3 separate regions of the Sus scrofa genome follow, and regions 1 and 2 are each linked to region 3. The links are chromatin contacts, called in public Hi-C maps. All regions are on one chromosome and are shown on one strand. Each heading gives the region's core, a stretch centred on a gene start, on an enhancer-like site or on the middle of the called end of the contact. The rest is flanking DNA. Distances are from core to core; before and after follow the strand shown. Region 1 holds the start of LOC106504487. Region 2 holds the start of HNRNPC (heterogeneous nuclear ribonucleoprotein C (C1/C2)). Region 3 holds the start of TMEM55B (type 1 phosphatidylinositol 4,5-bisphosphate 4-phosphatase).

What was found. A called contact is a pair of places that touch in the nucleus more often than the background predicts.
Region 1: a Hi-C map of liver shows a contact between it and region 3, with 6 times the contacts expected there. The contact joins the promoter of LOC106504487 here to the promoter of TMEM55B in region 3. A contact is called at or near these places in 1 of 5 promoter capture datasets (liver) and 3 of 47 Hi-C or Micro-C datasets (heart right ventricle, liver and retroperitoneal adipose tissue).
Region 2: a contact with region 3 is called in a Hi-C map of liver, with 2.8 times the contacts expected there. The contact joins the promoter of HNRNPC here to the promoter of TMEM55B in region 3. A contact is called at or near these places in 3 of 47 Hi-C or Micro-C datasets (blood, heart right ventricle and liver).

The regions. Positions count from the first base shown.
Region 1 is chr7:77,779,938-77,782,637 of Sscrofa11.1, forward strand. It overlaps LOC106504487, which reads right to left and starts at 1,284. Exons shown (of 3, transcript XM_021099305.1): 1 at 744-1,284. The coding sequence starts at 1,250. CHD8 (chromodomain-helicase-DNA-binding protein 8) reads left to right here. Exons shown (of 37, transcript XM_021099301.1): 37 at 1-211. SUPT16H (FACT complex subunit SPT16) reads left to right here and starts at 1,031. Exons shown (of 26, transcript XM_001929180.6): 1 at 1,031-1,558. The coding sequence starts at 1,385.
Region 2 is chr7:77,919,867-77,922,566 of Sscrofa11.1, forward strand. It overlaps HNRNPC (heterogeneous nuclear ribonucleoprotein C (C1/C2)), which reads left to right and starts at 1,279. Exons shown (of 8, transcript NM_001243694.1): 1 at 1,279-1,407.
Region 3 is chr7:78,445,888-78,448,587 of Sscrofa11.1, forward strand. It overlaps TMEM55B (type 1 phosphatidylinositol 4,5-bisphosphate 4-phosphatase), which reads left to right and starts at 1,436. Exons shown (of 7, transcript XM_003356721.5): 1 at 1,436-1,716; 2 at 2,049-2,239; 3 at 2,609-2,700. The coding sequence starts at 1,575. PNP (purine nucleoside phosphorylase) reads right to left here and starts at 1,142. Exons shown (of 6, transcript XM_013989064.2): 1 at 877-1,142. The coding sequence starts at 926.

The DNA.
Region 1 (2,700 bases), core at 34-2,533, 670 kb before region 3:
TGGCTACTTCCTCCTTTCTGGGGAAGGAAAGGAGACTAGAGCAGCTGATATGCTCACCCCTCCCTAGACACCTCCATTAACCACAGACTATGTAGCGCCGGCACTAGCCTCTGGCAGAGCCTGTTCCTGACCGAACTGTGGATACAGCTGGAGGGTCAGGAACTGTTACCTTCCTTCCCCTTGGCATTAATAAATTTAAGTTAATCCTTTCCCACTCTTCCCTTGTCCTATATTTGCTCAAACCCAATATAAATATTAATTTTGAGTTGATATTCATGATTTCAACACCACTTTCCTAACTTCATTACTGTTCGCGTGAAGTTACCTTGGATAGGACAGACAAGTTATTGGTACTCTATTAAAGGATTATATGTAAGTGGAGGTTGTCCAGCTTGCCAAAAGGCAAAGAAATGATCTAAGCCAAGTAGTAGGCAAAATGTTGTTCCAGATTCAAACTCCAAGTTCTTAGAAGAGATGAGAAGGAAGAATTTCGTCAAGACCCATGTACACTTTATTTCGAATTAACTGAAATAATGGTGCTTTGGGGAAGCCCTAAGAATGGTGTCACTTAATGAACTGCTGCAAGGGGACTGGCTGACTAGAAGGACGCTGTCACAACCTCACGGGGAAATGGATTTTGTGAATTCTCTCAAGCCACGTATTTCCTACGACCTTCCTCTAACATCCCAGCGCTCAAATGAAGCCTGGGCATTTTATTTTCCTTTCTAAGGCCAAGTCCTTACCCCACAGTGCGTGTCGTAGTTCAGTTTATGTGCAGGGCAGGCTCCCTCTTCCTGGTTTGGGCGCTCTGTCCGCGCGAAGCCCCTGACCCAGCGTCCCAGCAACGAGAATCCTTCCAACCCTAAAGTAGCAGAGGCTTTTACTTTCCCACCTTTTCTAGGAGGGGAACGTACCCGGTTACGCTGTAGTCTTCCCACTACCATCCCACGCCAGATCCCGCTCTTTCCGCTTCCCTTCCTTTGCCGATGGGTGGGGCCATTACACCCGCGCGCTGCTCCCTGTGTGGGGCGGGGTCGGTACGTCAGGCCACCCGCCTCCTTCGCCTGGTTCAGCCTCCGCCGCTTCGGCAAGTAGTTGGATCTCCTGGAAACCGCAGCCTGGCAGAGAGTAAGGGCGGGGACAGTGTCACGTGATGACGTCGCCTCGCGTGCGGCTGTTGCTAAATTGACAAGGAAACCCCGCGAAAATCTAGACTCTTTTAGCGTTGCACATTTTGTTACTCTCCCCATTCTTTTCCTTCCTCTTTTCTCCCTAACCTCCGGAGAGAGGATTATATTAAAAAAAAGTGAAGGAAAAAAAAGAAAACAGAAAAATACCCAAGCGCTGCCGGGACCCGGAAGCGGAAAGGGCATCTTTGAGGTCGATGCTTCCGGGTCACTGGGAGAGTGCGGGATTCCGGGGCCGAGAGAGGGTGGCGGAGCCGGGACCTCGCGTGATTCTCGGAACCCGAGGAGGAGCGGCGTCTGTGGCTATGGCTGTGACTCTGGATAAAGACGCTTATTACCGGAGAGTGAAGCGACTGTACAGCAATTGGAGGGTGAGATAGAACTCGTAATTTTACCTAGGGAGACCCCCTTTGCCATCCCATAATAACCCCGTTTCTCGGCGCCTTTTTTCCCCCTTTCCGTCGGGAATTCGCGGGTTCAGTGTCGCGCCCCTTTAGTTGCTCCAGGATCATTTACTGCAGGAGGCCCCGAGGGCCGCCAGGTAGCAGGGAATCCCCCGCAATCATCCTCCCCTGCGGCCATCACCATCTTCCCCGCGTGCCAGCCCCCGTCATGCATAACAGCCACCTCTCGTAGTCTCTTCCCGCCCTAGAAGAGGCATCCTCACCCCTCCCTCCCACTCCGTGATCGCGTCTTGCTGCCCCTTCCTGCAGTGTTCACACACACCCACGCATTCGCTCTGTCCTTCCAGAACCAGAGTGTTGCGCCCTAGGTCCCGCCAGAATTACAACCATTTCGTAAAGGATGGATGGAGGGCCAAGGAGGATGTGAATCGGGCTCTCCGCGTTTATCTTTTGCTGAACTGTTGCTGGAGTTAAAAAAAGAAATACTGCTCACGCTCAACCGCCTCATGTTCTAGGCCCTGCCGTGGGTAACACAGAAACCTAACGCTGAAAACCTGCAGGCTTTAGTAATACAGAAAATGTTGTGATGCCTAATACCTCATTAGTTTTCCTCCTTGATTGAGTATGTGGGGCACGTGTTCAGAAAAAGCTGTTGAGGTTCTCAGTCTTTCAAAAGCTTGGGTATTTTTGCTGCTTTAAAAAGTCCACAGCTAAAATTTTATTTATTCAAATATTTGATTGCATCCTCTGGTGGATTTTGAGCTATCTGGCTTAAGTCTGGCCTCTGAACTCTGTCATTCAAGGAGGATAAAACTAAGGAAGACTTTTTAAAACCTGATAAGCGCCATGACAAAAATAATCAGTTCTGATTTCAGCGTTGTAAATTGCCTACCAAACTACTTCTCTGCTAAAAACTAAACTATTAAAATTGGTCATTTCCCTACCGTTCATATCAAAGGTTCCTGTGCATGATTCATCCTTTGAGCACAAATGCATTAGATAATTGAAGATAAAATGGATTATCTGCATTTTATGATAAGCCAAAATAAGGACTCTATGCTAGACAAATGCTGAACATAAATTTTATTTAAAAACTTTATTGGTTAATT
Region 2 (2,700 bases), core at 29-2,528, 530 kb before region 3:
TCCCTGGGGAAGTGTGCTCCACTGCTTGTGAGTCACTGTACTCTTCCAACCATGGACTGCTCTCCCTAAGTAAATGACATTCAACTTGTTACTAAATGGCCTTTTTTTTTTTTTTTTCCATTTGATAGGTAACAAGTAATTTCCTTGTGAATCTCTCTGGAATTCAGACATAATTCAAAATTAATGCATAAAACTGTATTCACATATACATATATTCCATAAGATGTATACAGATGGTATCACATTATCTAGATAGTATTCTGCATCTTGCTTTCTCTAACTGTACAGAGAAATATCCTTCATTCCTAGCATAGCTGGACCTATCCCACTGTGTGCATGGCTGCTATAATATAACCAGCGGGACTGGCAGGCGATGCCTGGAGCCAGAAGGTGGGAGACTAGCTATTTCAGATGAGGGGAAGAAGGGAGCAGATTTGGGGGACGAGCAGGGGGTAGGATTAGATGGGCAAGCCAATTCTGGTTGGCATGTAGGGTATTCGTGAAATGATTTGGGGCCAGAGGATGGGTGCTGTAATACTTCAGGCCAACATTTTAGACTTTCTTTACCTTTTGCAGTGGAGAGGAATAAGGAAGTCAGCTGTTTTGGGTGAGATACAGGTTGTCTAAAGAAGGGCTTGACAGGTTAAGTGTTGTCCAAATGGGAGCTCTAAGGTTGGAGTTTTGCAGGATTGGTTACTTTTCTAGTCCTTGGTGCTCCCTCCCAATTCTAAGAAAAGTGTTTTCTTTATCCACACAGCAGTATAGAGGATTCATTCGGAGATTCCTGCTTCCCTTTACCTAGGCCCGGAGCTAGGGCACATCCTTTGAGCCGCTACCAAACAAAATCCCGCAATCCTTCCCCGCCCCCGCGCCGCCGGAATTCCGAGATCCCGGCGGGCCTTCTACCAGGTTCTCTAAGGAGCAGTGATAGGATCCCGTAGCCGCCAATCACAACCTCCCGGATACCCGGATATGAAGTGGTGCGCGGTACAAAGGCAGGTTTCCACCTACCGCTTCGTCAGTTACAGTGGCCAATAAGCATTTCTCAGGTGATAAATGACAGGAAAAATAACCAGTTACAAACTAATTTCGCTCACGCATGTGGAAATTCTCTTGCTTAGTCTAACCCACCACTGATTGTGATTGGACAGAATTGTGAAGAGCGGTAGAACTGTCTAATTAGAAGCGGGAGCGAGAAAAAGCTCAGCCAATAGGAAGAGTCCTAGAAGTGGGGCGGGGACTAGGCCTTCGCCTCGGCGGCAGAGGAGACTCGGGGGCCATTTTGTGAAGAGGCGAAGACTGAGCGGTTGCGGCGGTGTTGCCGACCTCGAGCAGCAGTCCGCTTCTCCACGTAGAACCCGGGAGTAGGAGATTCAGAATCGAATCTCTTCTCCCTCCCCCCTCCTGGTAAGTGGAGGGGGTGGAAGCAGGGGAGTCGCTGGGTTCCTTGGGGAGCGCGAGGGGGTGTGGGAGAAGACGGGGGAACCCTCCTCTCGGTAGAGTAAGCAGGCCCCCGTTTATTCTATTTGCACGGGGGGATTAGATCTTATGCAAGAGAGTTTTATAGGCCTCAGCCCTTGCGTGGATTTTTAACCTAATGTCCTCTAGGCCAGGATCGGCAGGGAGAATGTCCTTTTTCTTCTTCTCGCTCTCCTGTGTTAACGGCTGCTGTCCTTTCATTTTCTATGACCATGAGGTCTCTAAGAGAGATCATGAAAGGGAAGATCGAAATGCTCATTAGTATAGTCCTGTAAATTTAAAAATTGAGCGGGGGATGGGAAGGGTTATCAAGCAGATATTTATTGTACCGCAAGCCTCTAAATTCTGGAGCGTACCACAGGGTATAGTAATAAATATAACAATAGGTTTAATATTTTACCGGTTAGTTTTTGTTTCACTCCTCCCTGAGCAAATGATGGACTTCGACGTAGTTATTTTCAATTCTATTTTTTAAATTGTAATCTCATTTACATATTAACAGTAATAATGAAAGCTGGCTTTTTATCTACAGGTTACAAATCACTTGAAATATATAAGTTAGTGGAGCTTGCTTGAGGTAGGTATTACTGTCTTTCTCAGATAGAAACCGCAGCATGAGAGTGTGGATTGCCAGGGTCGTATTAAATCAGTAGCAGGAGTAGTAAGGAATTTGGCCACTAGGTTAAATTAAATGGCTTTTCCTACCTCTTGATGTGGTAGATACTAACATACTGTATTTGAATCTTTACAAGAACGTAATTACAGCAACCACTAGCGGTAATTGGAAATTCCCAAACTGCCCTTGGGAAAAATATTAAATTATGAGAATTACATATACTATTGTTGTAACTTCCTAAGACAATAAAGTTTGACTTTCAGGGTATTCTGGCATGCATTTTACAGATCATCCAAACGTTGACCAAAAAAAATGCGTGCCTGTATGCTTTTTATTAAGTAGGTATTATAGTGCTTATTATTTGCTAGGTTCTGAAGCATTCAAGTTTTTTCCTAAACTTGCAAAAATTATGTGGGTTTTTTAGTAGTATCACATTCGCATATCAGATCCTTTTTTTAATTCTTGTGTAAGATTTAGGTGATTTTATTTTTCATAACGTGTTGCTTTCACAAAAGCTAGTATTAGCACAGTTTAAACCAGTGCTGCAGAATAAATTCATCCCTTAGGAAACATACTTCATAGGCGCTGAAAGTATTCTTATTTTA
Region 3 (2,700 bases), core at 186-2,685:
TTGTAGAAATCAGGTATTTCCCAAAAGCATGAGCTGCACCTCTGTGTGCTCCCTTCTGTGACAATGAGGCCCTTCCATTCCTGAAACTGCTTAACTAAAGGAAATTACTCTAGTAACACTGGAAAGACAGAGATATCTTTAAGGTGACTCACTTTTACTCTATCATCCACCATTAATTCCAGAATAATAGTTTGCTCATCCTACACTTACATGACTAGGGAAATCCTTCCAAATCATTGCCTAACTTTGTCATCTTTCCTGCTCTATCCTGAAATAATAAAAAAGTTCCTTTCAGCTGTGGGAGGGGATCCTGCACATTTCATCTCTGAGTACCCATTTAGTAGAGCACCTTGATTGATTTGAAAAGTAGTCTTATCTGCTATGCAACTTGAATATAGATGAATATAGATGAACAGGAGAGTGGGTAGGTGGGTTAGCTGGATGTTTAAATGTTTGAACTGCTTAAGATCTTTTCCATTACCTGTCAGAATAACCTCCACTAGCTGCCTCGCGGCTGGGGGCAAAGCTGAGACAAGTCTAAAGACTCTCATATCACAAAACAAAGTGACCAAAACATCCTTGGAATTGATTGTCAAAAAACTCTTACCACGCATATGTCTAGAACTGGGCGTCACAAAATAAACGATGAGATAATTGTAGTGATAGACAGGCTCATATAATTTCGTAATTTAATCAGGGACGAAGGGAGGGTGGAGTCTGCAAGGCAGCTTCCTGGGAAAGCCAGTCCTGTGTTCTGTGACTCCAGCGAGAAAGGCTGGAGTGACAATCTTAACATTTTAATCCACTGCTTTTTTACACATCTCCACTGACTTTTTACCGGTATTCCTTTGAATAGAGTGGCTAACTGTTGCCTACCGTTCCTCCTGCTGGTGCTTAGAAGAGTCCAAACTCCCGCACTCTTTCATTGCTGCTTTTTGAGCCACGCCCCCGGGTTCCGGCGCCAAGTTCGGGGCAGTAAAGTTGCGCCCCAAGGATCGCAGGGCCAGGGAAGGGAAGCCTTAAGCCAATGAGAGGCCAATTATAACCGCGACAAGGAGAAAAGTTTTTTAGTGATATCTTTGGACGGATTCGGAGCAATGATTGTCTGCCCCCACTGGGCGACTAACACCGGGATGGGCGGCTTTCTGAAACACGTGACCACGGAGAAGCAGCAGTCCTGCTCCACCTCCTGGTCTGGAGGTAGCGCGATGGGCCATGCTTCCAATGGCTTGAAGAACTTCTCGTCACGTGCAGTTTTTGCTGGCCTAGCTGCTTCCTGAAGGTCATGTGACAGTTGATGTTGGCGCGATGCTGCCCAATGGAAAATAAGAGCTGCCTTCGCCGGACCAGAAATTGGTTTATCTCCGCAAATAACAGCACGGCGGGGGCGGGCATAGCCTATCACGTGCGGCGGGGCGGAGCGGGGCGGGGCAGGCCACTGGTTGCGGGGCGAGCGGGGCGCGCGGCGCGCAGGCGCCCTGGGGACCCGGTAGCGGCGGCGGCGGTGGCTGCGGCTACAGCAGCGGCGAAGGGAGCCAGATCCCTGGCCGAAGCGGGAGACGGCGGTGGCGGCCATGGCTGCAGATGGAGAGCGATCCCCGCTGCTCTCCGAGCCTATCGATGGTGGCGCCGGCGGCAACGGACTAGTAGGGCCGGGCGGGAGTGGGGCTGGGCCTGGGGGAGGCCTGACCCCCTCCGCACCACCGTACGGAGCGGGTAAACATGCCCCGCCCCAGGGTAAGCTGGGGCAGGTCCGAGGTGTTCCCGGGGGTACTCTACGGAGAGGCGGAGGGGGCGGGTCCGAGGGCGGAGGCGGGGCCCAAGCGCCAGGTGCGGAGCTGTTGCACCTGTGACCGGATGAGGTTTCCTTTCTCCGCAATCGCTACCGGACCTTAGGAACCGAAGGGGGTTCTGAGGGATGTGATCGAAGCACTGATTATGAGAATCCCGCTGAGCTTGGTCAGAAGGGTTGAGGACCAGAATGAGTTGCCTTACCTCGTGGGGATGTCTGCAAGTGATGCCAGCCCATCTTTTTACTTCCTCTCCAGCATTTCCCCCGTTCCCCGAGGGACACCCAGCTGTGTTGCCTGGGGAGGACCCACCCCCCTATTCACCTCTGACCAGCCCGGACAGTGGGAGTGCTCCCATGATCACCTGCCGAGTCTGCCAGTCTCTCATCAACGTGGAAGGCAAGATGCATCAGCATGTAGTCAAATGTGGCGTCTGCAATGAAGCCACTGTGAGTTATACATACCTGTGAAATGGGCCCTGTTTCTTGGATCCTCTTTCTGATCCCTTGATTCTAGACCCTGACATTCAGGCGTTAGCCAAGTGCTTTCATGAAACCCAGGTTTCAGTTCCAGGAGTCTCAAACAGCCATTTCCCCAGAAGCCACTCACTAAAGCTAATGTTGGCCATCCCTCACCTTCATACCTATCCTGGATACTTAAGCCTAGTTTTCATTTGCACATCTCATGTTATATGCTTTTCATTTGTCTGTCCTGGCTAAGACTTTATCTCTCTGATCTTTTCTCAGAAGGTGTTTTTGAAAGAACTGGAAGGGATTGGGATTAGAAGTTTGCTTACCGATGTCCCCATTATTCTCTAGCCAATCAAGAATGCACCCCCTGGGAAAAAATATGTTCGTTGCCCCTGCAACTGTCTCCTTATCTGCAAAGTGACTTCCCAGCGGATTGCCTG